Regions from separate parts of the Mus musculus genome. Here regions 1, 2, 3, 5 and 6 are each linked to region 4. Evidence: chromatin contacts called from public capture Hi-C, promoter capture Hi-C and targeted proximity ligation data. All regions are on one chromosome and are shown on one strand. The core of a region is the stretch at or near the end of the contact, and the rest is flanking DNA. Distances in the headings are between cores, read along the strand shown.

What was found. Promoter capture Hi-C pulls out the DNA fragments that hold promoters and counts their contacts. Capture Hi-C pulls out chosen DNA fragments and counts their contacts.
Region 1: a targeted proximity ligation map of bone marrow-derived macrophages shows a contact between it and region 4, with 6 times the contacts expected there. A contact is called at or near these places in 5 of 39 promoter capture datasets (the 3T3-L1 cell line, cranial neural crest, hippocampal neurons and 2 more), 5 of 484 Hi-C or Micro-C datasets (the Ba/F3 cell line, CD4 T cells and the G1E-ER4 cell line), 14 of 130 datasets of targeted methods (the NIH/3T3 cell line, T-cell acute lymphoblastic leukemia, astrocytes and 11 more) and 1 of 9 other capture datasets (embryonic stem cells).
Region 2: a targeted proximity ligation map of epiblast stem cells shows a contact between it and region 4, with 14 times the contacts expected there. A contact is called at or near these places in 10 of 39 promoter capture datasets (the C10 cell line, the HPC-7 cell line, cranial neural crest and 7 more), 2 of 484 Hi-C or Micro-C datasets (CD4 T cells and bone marrow-derived macrophages), 38 of 130 datasets of targeted methods (the 230-238 cell line, DN3 thymocytes, the NIH/3T3 cell line and 24 more) and 1 of 9 other capture datasets (embryonic stem cells).
Region 3: a contact with region 4 is called in a promoter capture Hi-C map of pre-B cells, with 4 times the contacts expected there. A contact is called at or near these places in 2 of 39 promoter capture datasets (liver and pre-B cells) and 5 of 130 datasets of targeted methods (bone marrow-derived macrophages, embryonic hindbrain, embryonic stem cells and 2 more).
Region 5: a contact with region 4 is called in a targeted proximity ligation map of the SCID.adh cell line, with 12 times the contacts expected there. A contact is called at or near these places in 7 of 39 promoter capture datasets (the C10 cell line, cranial neural crest, frontonasal cranial neural crest and 4 more), 1 of 484 Hi-C or Micro-C datasets (bone marrow-derived macrophages), 21 of 130 datasets of targeted methods (the 230-238 cell line, the NIH/3T3 cell line, the SCID.adh cell line and 16 more) and 1 of 9 other capture datasets (embryonic stem cells).
Region 6: a capture Hi-C map of macrophages shows a contact between it and region 4, with 4 times the contacts expected there. A contact is called at or near these places in 1 of 130 datasets of targeted methods (large pre-B cells) and 1 of 9 other capture datasets (macrophages).

What each region holds. Positions count from the first base shown.
Region 1 is chr19:31,974,815-31,977,514 of GRCm38.p6, forward strand. No RefSeq gene overlaps it. Among named protein-coding and RNA genes, the nearest start is that of A1cf, 110 kb to the left of the region's middle.
Region 2 is chr19:33,263,346-33,266,045 of GRCm38.p6, forward strand. It overlaps the pseudogene Rnls. Among named protein-coding and RNA genes, the nearest start is that of Mir3970, 110 kb to the left of the region's middle.
Region 3 is chr19:32,110,814-32,113,546 of GRCm38.p6, forward strand. No RefSeq gene overlaps it. Among named protein-coding and RNA genes, the nearest start is that of Asah2, 9.0 kb to the left of the region's middle.
Region 4 is chr19:32,710,803-32,713,600 of GRCm38.p6, forward strand. Atad1 (ATPase family, AAA domain containing 1) reads right to left here and starts at 1,496. Exons shown (of 10, transcript NM_026487.3): 1 at 1,464-1,496.
Region 5 is chr19:33,324,338-33,327,037 of GRCm38.p6, forward strand. It overlaps the pseudogene Rnls. Among named protein-coding and RNA genes, the nearest start is that of Gm29998, 66 kb to the right of the region's middle.
Region 6 is chr19:33,588,986-33,591,685 of GRCm38.p6, forward strand. Lipo3 (lipase, member O3) reads right to left here and starts at 1,326. Exons shown (of 11, transcript NM_001013770.4): 1 at 906-1,326.

The sequences.
Region 1 (2,700 bases), core at 2-2,501, 740 kb before region 4:
ACCCAGAGGGTCTGCAGCAGGGGATACTTGGGTTTGTATTCATTTTAATAGTTATTACAGAGAAATGCTACCAATCAGATCACATTTAGGCACTGGGGCCAGAATGGCTAACACATAGCTGACTCAGGCTGGAGAGATGGCTCAGCCATTAAAGGTTACGCTTCCAATCAAAATATGAGAGGACTCCATAGGTCTACATTATAAGAGAGTGAGTTGCCAGGAAGAGAGTTGGCACAAAAAAAAATGGAAAAAAGGGAAAAGAAGCTATGTTAGGTGAGGTGGTTCTCTGAGCAGGGGTCACTTAGCTAAATGGTAAGGGGTTGGTGGAAAGAGCAGGCCACCCAGAGGGGATGACAAATGTAGATCATCTACAAACTACAGAAAATGAAAAATACCTAAAATATACAGTATACAGCCTACCATTCAAAAATGACAACTTAAATAAGATGGTCTAGAAAATAATTTCTTCACAAATAGTAGAGATGGCGAGACTAAATACTATATATACTAAATATCTATAGGTAAATAGAGAAGAATCACAGAAGAGCTTTCTCAGAAGTGAAAAATGAAATGAAATGAAATGAAATGAAATGAAATGAAATGAAATGAAATGAAATAAATTGAAGTCACCACACCCAGATGGTTTCAGAACAGAACTCCAAGAAAACAAGATCAGGCAACACACCTGAGATCTAAGAAAGTATAGACAAAGAAGCAGGGGTTTAAATTCAGTAAATCTCTCTGTAAAAATGAATATAATATTGTTACCAATAATTAACAAATACTATAAACACACACACATACACACTCATGCACACATGTGCACGCATGTGTGCACATGCGCACACACCACAAAACAGAACAATCTCATTGGTCTAGGTTCATTTCTGTTACCATGATAAAATATCCTGACAGAAAAGCAACTTCTAGGAGGGAGTGTTTAGTTTAGCTAGCAACCCCAGGCTACAGTCCATCACTGATTTCTGAAAGCAAACAATGAAACCCTATAGGTACTGGGGAAAGGAGAAATTTTCTAAATTTCTTTAGAACTGAAAAGCAGATAATTTTTTCTTACTTTTATTCAAAACCCGAGTTCAATGAACTAGAAAGTGATTGTCTAGTTAGTGCTTCTGTTGTGATAAAATGGCCACTAAAAAGTGACTGAGGGAGGAAAGGGTTAATCTGGCTCACCCTTGAACAGGAAGTGGGGAGAGGGAGGAAGCAGAGAGAGGAGGCTTTACTTCCTGGATTCCTTCCTCTGCCTGCTCAACCTGCTTTCTTACAGAATTTACATCTGCCTGCCCAGAGATGCTGCTGCCAAGAGTGACCCTGCTCCATCAATCATCAGTCAAGCCTGTAGGCCAGGCTAAGGGAGGCAATTCCTCAGCTGAGGCTCCCTCTTCCCAGGGGACTCTAGTTTGTGTCTAGTGGGCAAAAACTAACCAGCACAGTAATTCGTGGTTAATAAAAATTTTAATTTTTCTCAATGAGCAAAAATGTTAATGTTTTAAGGAACCATGATTTCCGGTATAAAATGAATAAAATAAAATTCAGAGAAATTAAATCAACCGCTGTCATTTTCACTGCAGTTGAAGCACCAGGCTGTTCTTATTTCCTTCCTTGTGAAATATGCACATGTCCAATTTCTCTCCAGTGACAAGACCATGAAGCAATAGGGAGCACTGGGCATCTCGAAATGGAACAGAGGCCCAGACCTTAGCACAACTGATTCCATGATGGAAGCACCATTCAGGCCATAAAACTCAGCACATAGACAGTGCCACATGCCAAAACTAAAACCAAAAAACAATCCATATATGTTCATAGTTCTGGGAAAGCCTCAAAATGTACTAACCTTGCTCTGTAGCTTCTACAGTGCTGCTTCTGCCTGTTTTTGTTAACTGAAGTATGTCAATGCAGAGCATGGCTTTTGTGCTTAAACACTCACAAATGAGAAAAGAAGAATTCTGGGGGTCGCATTGAAGTCCCAAGCTCTAGACCTCAAGATATTGGGGTTCTCAGAGGCCATTGGAGCAAGGAAGAGTATGGTGATCAGGGAACTTCTAGGGTCAATTGCTGCCTAATGCTTCAAAGGCACCTTTGAAATGACACCTCCATTCCAAAGGAAACAAATTAGAAAGTTGCCTGGTCTGTCACCTCCAAGGGTAAGTCTGGTTAAGATGCCTTCTGTTTGGACATAAAGGAGAGGTCAGACTTGGCTGCTGATCCAGTGTCCAGGAACTAAGATGTCTCTGGATCCTTCTGTCTGTTCAGGTTATAAACATGGCCACCCCTGGTTGTCTTTATTCTCTCTCTCTCTCTCTCTCTCTCTCTCTCTCTCTCTCTGTGTGTGTGTGTGTGTGTGTGTGTGTGTGTGTGTGTGTTTCTGTGTGTTTGTCAGTTCTGCTTCCCTGTATTAACAATGGCTTTCTCTGGTGTGAGAACTCCCTGGCTCAAGCCCATAGAACAGAACTGATTGATCTGACCCAGGCTCTCAGATGGAGGAAAGCCTACCACCATATACACAGCCCCCCAGTCTGGATGCTCTCACTACCAGGCATGGTAGAAGGTGGACCTATCCTTATAAGTGACTTGACCTTTCTTTCTTGCTGCTTTTAATACCCATTCTTTACTCTGTGTTCTAAATATTTTACCTATAGTATTTGAATTATAATAGTTTGTGAGGCTTTTACTTTCTAG
Region 2 (2,700 bases), core at 191-2,690, 550 kb after region 4:
AAACTCTAAACAACTTCACAAACAAGAGTAAGAATTGCATATTAGGTCCTGTCTGAGAAAACACTTGCTTTCAGTAAGATATTTAAGTGTTCTCCTTTATAACAAGGATCTGGGTGAGACTACTGTTAGCTGTCCTTCTGTGACCAGCATGACAAAGCATCGATCTGCATGAGGGAGGTTGTAATGTCTTGCCTGTCTCTCCAAATTTTCATTAACATTTTGATGTAGAAAAAAGCAATAAGAGATTGATTTTAAAGCTCAAAACAGAAAGGCATCAAGCTAAGCTAAATTTATAGCTGAAAATAATTTATTTAAACCTAGACATTTATTTTATAATAAGAATGACTATGGTTATTGTTACTAATATTTGCATTTTATATGGAAACACAACTCAGACACCCAGTGGAGAAGTTTTCTGTGAAGGATTACCAGATCTAGACTGTCATGGAGACCATTAAAAGGCATTCCACTTATTCCCACACCCTACTTTCTAATAAAACTTATATCTACTACAGCATCCCATTAACGTCGATATGAGGTTATAAAAGGTAAACTTGCTTGTGGCTTTCAGAGATTGAGAAAAGATATAATTAAGTCCAATTCAATCATGAAAATATCATTCCTGGTGGTTACAGATTCTCCTGAGGTCCAGTCTCAGCAACAAGATGTGTGAGAAAGCCTTCTGAAATGTTTATGTGCATATATGTTCACGCCTGTGGATATGGAGGCCAGAAGAGGGCATTAGGTTGCCTGGAGGTACAGATAGTGGTGAGCCACCTTATGTGGGTGATGAGAAGTGAATTTGGTCTCCTTTGTGGTTGTAGCAAAGGGTCTTAATTGTTGAGCCATCTCTCCAGCTCCTTATTTAAATAATTTTAAATAGAAATGTGTGCTACTAATTAATGATGACCTCATAGCTTATTTATGGGTCATTTGTCAATATTCTGGAGCCTAACATCTGTTCTGTCATTCAAATACCCCCTAGGAGGATTTGTTTATTACTGATAGCAGAAGATAAATTGTGGTGAACATATAGACTCATGACATGACCGCTCCTTGGTATGGTTAGGTGGAAGGTTTTTAATGTAGATAAGGGAGAGATAACAGCTAGAGGCAGCTGGGAGAGTTCAGAGAAGAGGCAAAAAGAAGTAGACTGAGCATGGTCAGCAGACTAGACATGGCCAGGGCTGCCTGTGAGAGAGGGAAGAAGAGCAAGCTATAGAGAACAGAGAATCCATAGTGAGAAAAGCAAGAGCAGAGCATAGACAGATCATAGTGAAAATAGCAGCTTATAAGGATAAAGTGTAGCTGTGGGGAGGGAACCCGGTAAGCTGGAGGGAGGTAGAGTGGGGAGAATGTGAGTAAGCTAGGATGCTAACACAGACTTTGAAAGGTGTAATTTGTGATCCTGCTGGAGCCTGGAGGCCCACATGAGCTTTGATATGCTAATAGACACCATAGGTAGCCACACTCCCTTTTGCTAGAGGTAAGAGGTGACTCCTTTTGGTAGAGGGTGAACAACTTCAGAGGTTCCTGAGGAATGTTGGCCTTTATCTATCAGAATTCCTCCTATAGTTTTGATTGAGCTCATTTCTGGATATTTGGACTGCCTTTGGGGGCTTGGGAGATTCACGATTCCTTTGGATCTGACAGTTAAGACTGTATGTTTTGTAGCTCAGAAGTAGAAATGGACAGATCCCATCTTTGTCTCCTCCCTAGAACACTGTGGGGTTGGCAGGTAATCATAGGTCCCTCAGTTTCTACCCATTCTGAAATCCATCCTTGAGTCTCCTTTTGTGCACTCCTGGGAGCAGTGATACACATAGTCATATTCTCATAATAAATTCTTTCTTTTTTTGTAAGTTATAACAATTTTTTGTCCGATCACTGGGAGACTCTATTCTCATTAGTGAGCTAATATTGATAAAGATAGATCAATCCAACATATACTCTGTCAACACGGTAGTTTTTCTCCTTGCTGTGGTTTATTTTATTTTCACTTTCTTGCATATCAAAGCCATTTTAACATGAAAGAAACAACGCCCAACTTCAAAGTCTTTCAAACATAAAACAAATAGGTAGTTACTGTTGCCATGGTTCCTGTCAATGAATCTCACAGCCTGATTGCCTGTAGAGCCAGGAGCAAAGTGGAGCTAAAGGCTCTCTGGGTGTCACTGCTGCCACTTAACTTAAGCTCCTAGTTACTGCTGTAATTATAGGCTCCACAGTTGCAGGTGATTACCAAGCAGTACAAAGCCTATTTATGTATTTAGGTTTTTCTCAGAGCAGTTTTTGATTCTGAAACTAATAAAAAAGATTATCTGTCCTCATGATTTATAGATGGCAAAAATATTTTTGTGAGTTCAGATGGTTTCTAGACCCATTTAAACAACAAAGACTTTAAGAAAGGTGTGTGCACAGTTAGGGTCAACTTCTGGCTGAACAAAGGTTGATGGCACATGCCTTTAGTCCAGCCCTCAGTGGATCTCTGTGAGTTCCATGTCAGCCTGGCCTATCTGGTGAGCTCCATGCTAGCCAGGGCTACACAGTGAGACCTTGTCTCAAAATAAAACACTAACCAAGCAAATACAAAATAAAAATAAAAATGCAAGGAGATTTATATACATAGTACTGATATTTCTTGAAGCATGTATGAAATCAGGACATGTCAGAGTTGGAAATTCTCTTACAGTGGACTCA
Region 3 (2,733 bases), core at 3-2,502, 600 kb before region 4:
CTGAGACATTTCCCTATAAAGCCAGACACAAAAGCTTTATTATCTATATCACTACAGAGCCCTGCATCACTACCAGAGCCTTGCAGCCAAGTTAATCATATGCCTCAAGGTCATTTAAGACTATGCGTGTACTTCGCCTGAGGTTGTGCTGTGTATGCGACCCGTTTAAGTTTTACCTTATTACTTCCATACATACTTACTACCTCTTAGATTTCTCAGGCAATCAGCCTTCATAATAAAATCTAAAGGCACAGCTTTAATTTTAAGTTATGTATTCTTTCCATGCCCCTAATGTAGAATAATGTGTGTCTGTGTGTGTGTGTGTGTGTGTGTCTGTGTGTGTGTGTGTGTGTGTGTGTGTGTGTGTGTGTGTGTTGTGGTAAGCTTTTGCTCAAAGAGCCCAACAGTGTAAAAAGCATCTATAAACAGGACAAATATCCCATAAATGTTGGAAGCAACATGTAGATGCGGCTGATAACATCTGTGAAGCTTTGAGTATTATTCCAGGAAAGTTATGTCAGTGAGGTAGCTTCTCCCCTAGTATAACTCTGCTAAAGCTTTCTCTGAGGAATCAATCCCTTGTTCCTTTCCTATAACACGCTTTCTGTGCTGTTCAAGAAGTGGAGAGGAAAGCCCTGTGTTAGGGCCAAGTAGGGATATAGGATGGAATGGAAAGGCAATAGGAGCAGATCAGGCACATACAACTGACAACAGACAGGCCAGAAACAATCTACAGACAGACAGAAGACACAGGGAGGAAAAATGAAGAATTCGATTTTGAGCTGGCTTTTTGGTCAAAGTATTCCAGGAGGAAGTTTGTCTTCATTCCTTAGTGAGATATGAACACATTTCGGCACCCACCGTAAGGTGTCTTTAATACACGAACCAACACAGCCAGTAAGTCTTAACTCAAAAGATAAACGTATGAACAAGTTCTGAATTTTAGTTGAGGAGTCTGTGGAGATGACCTAGCCTCTGCTGGGAACGGTGCATGAGTCGAATGCAGACTGCTCTCTGTATGGCAAGGCCTGAGGAGTCAGGTCCGCATGTAACAAGGACCTGTGGGAATATTCGTGCAGACCCCCCCCCCCTTTCCCGGGGGGAATGCTTGGTTCACTTTTGCCTTGTGTTTGCATTTTTGACTTTGCTATGGGAAGTCTTTACTTTCACTTTGTCTTTTACAGATGTTTCCTCAGAAACAGAAAAAGAAAGCTTGGACTATGACTTGTTCTTGTTTTTCTCTGAGGATTGTGGGAGGGGAACAGATCAACCATGAAGGTAAGGTTGAGTCAACACAAGGCCCTGGACTGGGAACAACAGCTAACATCTGGATGCTTTCTTTCTTCTGATGGGAACTTAGTTCTGACAACAATTTGCCCACCAACATATTTCAAACAGCAGTTAGGTGATTACCAAAAAGTTAGGGTGGTCTTGCTGCGTTGTTGGTTCCAAGACTTAATGGGAACATTCAGAGGTGAGCCAGGCAAGAATGAGGAACTGACTCAAGTTACAAATTTGCTGAGCTTTAAAGGAATTAGATCTCCTGATGAGGCTATGGAGAGATGCTAGGTGCCAATAATTAACTCAGAATTTCCTGGCTATGTCGTCTATCACCTCTGTATACTGTAACCACAATTACTACCAACCATGGTCACTTGGTTATTTACCTATGTACTGGGTTAGATATTATTAACTGCTTGCTGAAGCTATGTTTCCTCTTTCTTGATACAGTTCATGGTTAGCAGGAAACCACAGAGACTGGGGAGAGAAGGAAGGGGAAAATATTGTGTGCACGTTATTGGTAAGCACAGGGAGTTCTTAAAAGCGACTGTACATAAGAAAATGGGAAAATGGATGTAAAATGTTTTCAGCTGTGAAGAAGCAGGTCTATAAATAAAGGCGGCCTGAGCGGTCTCACTGCTAGGGTGTGTGAGTGGCTCTTCTTGGTCCAAGCCTCCTTTGGCCTATTCTACATGTCCTGCTTCGTGTTTTGAACCCTGCTGGGGCTGGACTCTGGCAGATATGCCTATTGTCATTGAGGGAGAAGCAAACCGGCACCTTTATCTAGTCTAATTGATAAAGAGAAACAGAAATGATTGATCTGTGGAAACCAAGTAGAATAAAATAATGGTAGAGACTCTATATGGGTATACAGGCTTTCAGTATAAAACTTAGATATCTCATAACAAAATGGAACGAGGTAAAGTTTGTACAGAAAAGTTCCTCATTTTTGTCTAAGAGAAGTAATGGAGTCTCTAAGGGCAGGGGCAATCCACCATTTCTTCTGGTTTTCAGTGGTGATTCAGCATTGAACAACTTGCATTTTGGCGATCGTTTTGCTGTCCCAGACGTATGGCAAGCTCAATTTTCTATTCTTGCCATGTGTGAAAGTGATACTTCAGAAACCTCCTTGTCTCCTTTTCACTTTTGTTTGGCTTTGGGCTTGGACGAGTGTTCACAGCACGTGGGGGCTGTGTGTGCTGAACACACTGACATTTTCTCTTCTGAAGAAAGAATGCTTTCTATCCCTACCCCCAACCACTCCCACCCCTGTCCACCATGTCTCAACCACCTCTGCCGTTGTTGGGCACAATGTCTTGTAGGACAAGGACTTCTGGATGTATTCCTCCCTTCAGCTCTCCTCCTCCTCCTCCTCCTCCCACAGTTGCATCCCTCTGTTCTCAAGATCCCAGGCCCCAGGAGCCTCAGAGGAAACTCTGACATCCACTTGCC
Region 4 (2,798 bases), core at 246-2,745:
TTCCAGAGGTCCTGAGTTCAAATCTGAGCATCCACAAGGTGGCTCACAATCATCTGTAATTAGACCTGATGTCCTCTTCTGGTGTGTCTAAAGATAGCTACAGTGTACTTAAATATAATAAATCTTTAAAAAAAAAAAACACCACCAACAGACAAATCTCTTGCTTACATATCTTCCCATTCCAATATTAACATTGACTCTAGGCAGATTTAAGACTACTCTGGGTCTAGGCAGAGGTTGATGGTGGTAGCAGCAGCTAAATTTGAGTGAAGAGGTAGCCCACAGAATGGGAGGATATCTTTGTCAACTGACTGACTGAGGATTAATATCCAGAATATATAAAGAACTCCAAAAACTGTGGCTGACACCTTTAATCTTGGCACCTGGGACGTAGAGGCAAGCAGATCTCCAAATTGGAGACCAGCCTGGTCTTCAGAGTTCCAGGACAGCCAGGGCTACGCAGAGAAGACTTATCTCAAAAAACAAAAAAACAAAACCAAAAACAAAACAAAAAAAAAAAAGACCACTGCTCATCATATCCAAAAGTGACTTCGAAATCCTGAAATGAAACGGAAACGTTCTGCTGTGTGGACAGTGAATGGAAATATTTTATACAGTCTCCACAGATGAGGTACATACCCATCTATCATTCATAAAGCACTGATATATCTGCAAATTGGCTGCAAATGTGGAGAATGTATTTCAATTTTGCATAGACGCTAATTTTAACAAAATATACACATTGCTGTATATCACTAAGAAACACCACTAGACCGGTGTTAATTCAGAATTATCTTTAAACGCATATCATTTTAAATCTTTTCCTGTTTAGCTCTGGTTTCAGTGTGGATACCCTATCTCTGAGCAACTACTAACGTTTTTACTGCAGTATTCCCTAAGTCACTGCAGTGTGCTCCAAATGGTCTCTCAACTCAAAGTCCCAGCAATTCTGTGCCTATCAAGGCCCTACAGTCGCAGACTGTGACAATGAATTCCTGCCAGGCTTCGCGGAGAGGGCAGGTCATTATTAACATCAGCATGTTCTGGGAAAGCATGGCCAGCACTGAAGAAACACCTCCGCCTTTGCACAAAGAGGGAGGAGGAGAGGGGCCGGCACGAGCGGACCGGCTCCTTCCAGCCGCCTTCTTACAAGCCTAGCCCTGAGGTCGCCCTGAGCGCCCCCGATCCTCCAATGACCAGGCCGCCTACAAGAGATGTCCTTGCGGGCAGCCGGAGTCTCCCGCCAGCGCTGAGACCTGAGGGCTCGCGCCCGGCCGGGCGCCAAGGCGAGGCCCCGGACGCCCTTGGAGGTTAATCCGCTGGATCCGGGGCGGCGCTCAAGTGTGACCGACGCGGAGGCAGGTGACTACCGGGCTGGTCTCCCCAGGTGAGCGCCAGGCCCTGGGGGACCGGGAGGGATGGGGGACGCACCTGGCCCGGCCCCGCGGGAACCCGCTACTCACCCAGAGGCAGGACCAGAGACGATGGGAGAGCCGTAGCCCGGCCTCGCACAGGAAAGAAACGCGGCCGGGGAGAGAACGCTTCCGGGGGCTGGAGCCCCGCCCCCCACCGCACGGAGCATGCGCGATCCCTGCCGAGCCGGTGGCGTGCCAGCCAAGGCATGGCGACGCAGTGCGGGGCGAGCTACTTTCCCCAACCTACACCTTAGTACCCGCTGGGCCGATAACATTCAGAAAGGTAGATAGGATGAACAGGGTGCTCCCCAAAGGGCTCTGAGTTCAACTTGAGAGACTCAGAAACTGAATTGGGAAAGACGCTTGACACATGAAATCCCTTGCTACTCTGGAGCTGTACGCAACCCTGACAGAGGAGCCTTTTACAGAAGGCAAAGAAATGCTTCCCTGGTTTGATAAACTTCCACCACCACCACCACCCCCCATCCCCGCAGCAAGTCCTCATGATGCTGCTCAGACGCGCATGGCCTCACCATCTGCCTTTCGGTTTCTAGGGTGAGCTCACCCTCCTCCCCCATCTCTGTACTGATGACACCTGGAGGCGGCGCCTGAGAATCCACTGAACGCTTGAGCAGCCAGGCAGACCAGGGAGGTCTGGCAGTTGGGTCAGAATAGGGCATCTGGTGACAGGTTTTGCATATTGATGACTTTTTTTTTTAACCCCTTCCTCTTGCGAAGTGAGGGACGTGACACCAAGATTCCAAGGAACCGTATCTGAAAGCCAGCCCCTTCTGAATGTATATACACTACTAAGGAACAAGAATAAGTAGACACACTGCCCATAAACAAAAGGAGCATCATCACTTCAAATAAAGGCAGTGGGACTATGAAGGAATAAGACAGACTTCTTAAGACCTTTTTATATTCCTGGAGGAGGCAGTTTGTTTCGCTCTGTTTTCAGGATTATCTTTTAAGGCTAAAGAATTCTACAGCCAAGCTGGGATTGGTGTCACATGCCTGTTTTCCTAGCATTTGGGGTGGCTATGCAAGGAGGATTGCTTTATACCCTGGACCACATAAGTAACACACTGCTTCCTCCCTCTGCTGACAGTTATATTAGTAAATGATGTTGTTAATAGCTGTGGAGAGACACAGCCCAGAAGTGCTGCCAGAGCCTGGAAAGTTCCTTGTTAAAGGACTTTACTGGAGTTCGATAGAAGAACACAATAGATGGAATGAATCAATATTAAAAAGAGTTTGGTTTTTTTGTTTTAATTTTAGACTGGTTTACCCAGCACAGTCTTGAATGGTCCAACAATGGCTGTCCTGGTAGCTTCGCAGTGCTGGAGGTAACATGCCTCAGCAGTCCAACAAGACCACAAG
Region 5 (2,700 bases), core at 59-2,558, 610 kb after region 4:
ACTTCATGCATCATGGTCTATTTGCACTAGGATAAGAAAGCAGGCTTGGAATAAATTTACAGTCAGGAAAAAAACGTTCCTTCTAGGTTAGCTGTGAGACCATTATCTGGTAACTAAAAGTCATTAACTGGGAATGGACAATTTAGTGTAGTGCAAGAACAGATAATAAAATATTGACTCACACACACACACACACACACACACACACACATATATATATACATATATATATATATTCTGTATATATATGTATATATATAAATATAAAACCTCAAAATAATAAGACATTAGGCAGATGTTTTGTCTATTGACAAAACCATGCTGACTTATGACATAAAAATTATTGCCTTAAACTTATAATGAACTTATGGCTCTAGGAGCTAGATAATGAATATTTAGTCAGGTACTAGTCTTAATGGAAAGATGTAAACATTTTTGCTGTAATTCTTTGCCATTTTATGTCATGAGCTATTGTCTTGAACGTAAGAAAGTGAAGACGTTTAGGAAACCGAGTGATCATTTATCTTGACAACGTACAAGAACTATGAACAATAAAATGTAGGTGCAATTTTCTTCAGCTTCATCCAGAGTGAGTGTTTTCTGCATGCGTGAATTTTCTCTTTTCTTTCATTTTTTTTTTTTTTTGCTTTTCTTTTCCTTTCTCCCTGGTTCATCAAGAGTTAATGAGTTTTAAGCCTATAGCCTGGTCAGCTAGAGAGGTCCTTGAGCTAGAGAGAAAAGAACCCTAGCAATTAAGCTTTTTTTTTTTTTTCCCCCTTCTTAATCCTCTGCCCATTGCCAGCAGGAGTTAGTAAAAGAGTTATAGACAGAAGAATCACCAAAAATAATGCAGCTTTGGCCCTAACAGCTGACTACATACTCCATTGCTGCCTTTCCTGTGAAAAAAAACCCCATGATCCTGGGCTGGTCACCAGCATTCCTAAAAGTGTAAATACAACTTGCTCAGTATAATGTTATGTGCTTATGTACATATATGATTATGTTCAAATATACATAGGAAAAAAAAGACCATGAATTTGAAAGAGAGCAAGAAGGGGTAAATGAGAGGATTTTCAGAGAGGAAAAGGAAAGGGGAGGGAGAGATGATGCAATTATGATCTCAAAAAAAAAAAAAATGAATAACGAAAGTAAAACTCAAGACTTCTGAGAGACGGGAGAATTAGTCTTCCCCAAGAATAAGTGCTGAATGGCTTTCCAATACCAAGTAATCATTCCTGAAATCATATACACAAGTAATACTAACTGAACTCAGCAGGTTGCATTTATATATTTACCCACACAAGGCCATGAATTGAGAGAGAATAGGGACTGGTATGGGAGAGGCTGAAGGGAGGAAAGGTGTGTGTGTGTGTGTGTGATATGATCATATTTAACTAAATTTTAAAGAAAAATGAGAAGTATGAAAAATTGGGTGTGGTGGCTCACACCTTCAATCCCAACAGTCTGGAGGCTAAATAGAAAGATTTGTCCAAGTTTAAGGCCCATGTGAGCTACATAGTGAGTTCTAAGCCAGTCTGGACTACAGAGGGACTCCTTTAAAACAGAACAAAATGGAATTGTACTTCTGGTTTTTCCTTACTACACAGCAGACACAGAAAGAGTTTATAGCACCACAAACCACATGCTTTTAAGGCTCTGTATCCTTGATGATGAATCTTGACTTTCATCCTCAGCTGTTAAATTACCACCATGAAAATCACTGCCAGTGGCCAAGTTGCATGAAATAATAATTATGTGTTTACTGTTAACCATCAGTCAAATTTAAGTACTTCGAGGTGAAATATGAAATATGAATGAATAGTCTGTAGTCCTACTTACCCCAAAGTACACCACACACACACACACACACACACACACACACACACACACACACCCTCTCTCTCTCTCTCTCTCTCTCTCTCTCACTCACTCACTCACTCACTCACATATCAATCTTTATATTAATTTTCTCTGAATAATGTTCTTGGCAATTAAAACAATCAACTGGGAAATACAAAACAGACAGTCTCAAATGACATCCCTAAAAGAGTTTAATCAGCAGCAAACCAATCCATAAGACAGTGTTCAGGTAGGTTAATGTTAATAAAAGTCATATACCTATCCTTTTACAATCATCTGTCATTGAAAATTATCCTGGTGTACAAGGCACTCTCTCCATATTCAAAGCTCATGATTCATGGCTGACAATTTCGCACATCTTTATCAGAAAGCAATTCTTAGCTGTCCCATGTTGCTAACATCTGCACCACAAAGAAATTGTAAAGACCAAAATTCACAAAAGATTACTATTATCACATTTCTTAAAAGAGAAGCAATACATTATAATTTGATATACTGATAGTTTTTGAAGCACTTTCCAATGTAAACTTCAAAAGATCATCATGAATATTTAATTTCAATGCAGCACACATCAAGTGTTCAAAATTATCAGCTGCTGGGAAACTAAATCCACTGATAAAAGAATGTAACCACTTATTAAAGCCACAAGCATGATTTTGAGCTGTGATTATATGTAAATCTAATGTCATTACAATTGATAACTGTGGGATTAACTGGGTATTTCTGCAACTTTAAAATACGGTAAACAGTCAATAGTGAGAGAGGTTAATCAGTTAATGGTTTAACAGTTGCAGCTGCAAAATGAGTCATCGTCTTTTGAAACTCGGAATTTTAATCCTG
Region 6 (2,700 bases), core at 76-2,575, 880 kb after region 4:
CATAAGGACAATATAAACATGTCATTGTCATAAGAGGCAAAGTTTAAAATGTTTTACAATGGATGATTTGTGTCATTTTACACCATATATGTATCTACTAAAACTTGTGGTGACTAACTTACTTTTGGTGCTCTTTGACATAATGAGAGCAGGTGATGTACTGAGCTACCAGTTAACTGTGCATTTGGGACCATGAGGACTGTTGGCACTAGTCATTCATAAGCAACTGTCAGCCATAAATGAACTTCTTGAAATTATACAACTCACCCTAGCTTGGTTGCTTTATTTATTATTGTCTTTGTCCAAAAACATTAAACTCATTAAAGTAGCTAAAGACTTTATATCGCTCATTGTCCCGGGTATTTGGTCCTGTTTTTGCTTTTGTTTTTAATTTGAAGAAACTCATGAATAATACAGCATTGCTTTACAATTAGTCATTAGTACATATTGTGTTAATCTGAAAAAATGAACGAAGTAATGAATGACTAAAACTAAATGGATGGAACGCCACAATGAATATAAAAGGTTATTCAGTCAGGATGTACAAGAAGGCCTCTTATTCTAGATGACTAGAAAGTCTTAGTCCAGGTGGATTTGGGGATCTGCATCCTGGAGAAAGCTTCGATGGTACAGAGCAGCTTAGCCCACAGGGCTCCCATGGGCTGATGCTTGCCAGGCACAAGCCTCCCTGGGCAGGGCTCCGGGTCCAGTCCTCTCTGCACCAGAAGCCGCCTCCCCGGAGCAGCAGCCTCCAGTCACGTGACAGCTCTCACAAGGAGAGCGCGCAGAGGCGGTCCTCCCCGGAGAAGCCCCCACTGACTGGGCTTTTCTCTCAGAGCGACTGGGTGGCCCGCCTACTTCACCAAGGAGAGGCCTGTCACCCTCTGGTTGTCCTAACAACTCACCTGTGTCCCCACCCTTGTCTCACAGGCCGAGGTACAGGGGGGCGGTTGTTTCCTTCCTCAGCAGCGCGGCACACAGACTTCCGGTTAGCCCGGCGCCCACAACCAGTACCCGGGACATGGCGGCGGGCCTTCAGCTAGGCCGCTGACAGAGGCGCGGAGCCTCGCCGTCCCACTCTACCACTGTGTCCCCGCCTGGGTCAGGCAGGGCGGTGCCCTGCGCGGGACGTCTGCTCCTGAGAGCGCGGAGAACCCCGCAGGGGTGACTGAGGCCCAGGGGACGTTCTGCCCAGGCCTCCACCGAGCAGCTTACTTACTGGGCGAGCCCCAATCCCATCGTCCCCTGGAGGATAAATCAGGAAGTCACCGCCAGTTGGCCTCTTGAGGATGACTGAAGTGAGTGAGAGGAGTCAGCAGCAAAGCCGCAGCTGGATTTCTTTTGGGGTTTTATAGGCCACTTCAGGTGACAGAGGGTTTTGAAATCAGAGAGACATTTCTGTCGTTGTTATACAGCCTGAGAGACTACAAATTATGTGTCCTTCCTGACATTGGCTCCTCAGTGACCGCAAAATGTGGAAAATAATACCTCCTTTCCAAAGTTGTGAAGAATGCAGGTACTTGGTTCACCAGAAAATTTTGTCTCACTTACCATGTCCACAAATACCAACTTCTGTGTCAAAATGGGATCACTATGAACGAAGGAATATTCTGTGAAATGGAATCTGCCATGACCATTGCCCTGTCATCAACTTTGTCCTAAGAAGTTAAAAAAAAAAAAAAATGAAAAATAGGAACCATTAAAAAACCTGCAAACCTAAAAGTTCAGCCTCTATCTCCCTTCCCAGCTATTGTCTATATAGCAACTCTTTCTTACCAATTAAAGCCAGCTGGAGGCAGTGACTCTCAGTGTCATAAAGTGCTGCTTTTGGGAGAGAATTAAGACAAAGTATTAGAACCAATTGCCAATTGTACTCCCTAGTGATTAAGCATTCAACTATATGATCTTAAAGATGTCATTCTTATTAAAACTACCACGTGTGCTTAAATCTTCTAAACTGCATATTTTTCAAAGCACATACTCTGATAATAAACATGAAATGTTTTCAGTCTCCTTACTACTGGCTATAGAGATATTGATTACAGTGCTATTAAATCTACAATGTTTTAAAAATCACACATTTTCAAGTCAAATTAATAACTCCAACATGAAAGAGATAGAGCCAAGTGATATTATTCCCTGTTCTAGAGTGAGACTTGTTTTGATCTTTGTTTGTTTCTGAGTTTTACTGAATTACTTAATATCAGGACTTCAATTTAGTAAAGAAAAAATAAATCTTTTAGTAGAAAATAGTTTGTGAAATAGAGGTTAAATTTCAATGGAAAGTCATGGCTTAAGGACTAGATACAATAATTATGAATATAATAATGATATATTGAAATGAAAAAGCTTTATGATACCAAGATACCATACTCACTATCAGCAATGTAAATTACTTAGGCCTTCTGGACTATCAACGGCATTGTAATTCTTATTCTCTTCTATTCCCTGTAAAATTTGTATGACTGTATTCAGTGGTTGCATTTGCAATAAACTTTAACATTTGTCCACTAAAAAAGTCAAACATTACAAAGCTCAAAGTTCGACCAAAGAACTCCTCCAGCTGATAAACAACTTGACCAAAGTGGCTGAATATAAAATTAACTTAAATCAGTAGCTTTCCTCTACTCAAAGGATAGACAGTTTGAGAAAGAAATTAGGGAAATGCCACCCTTCACAATAGTCACGAATAATATAAAT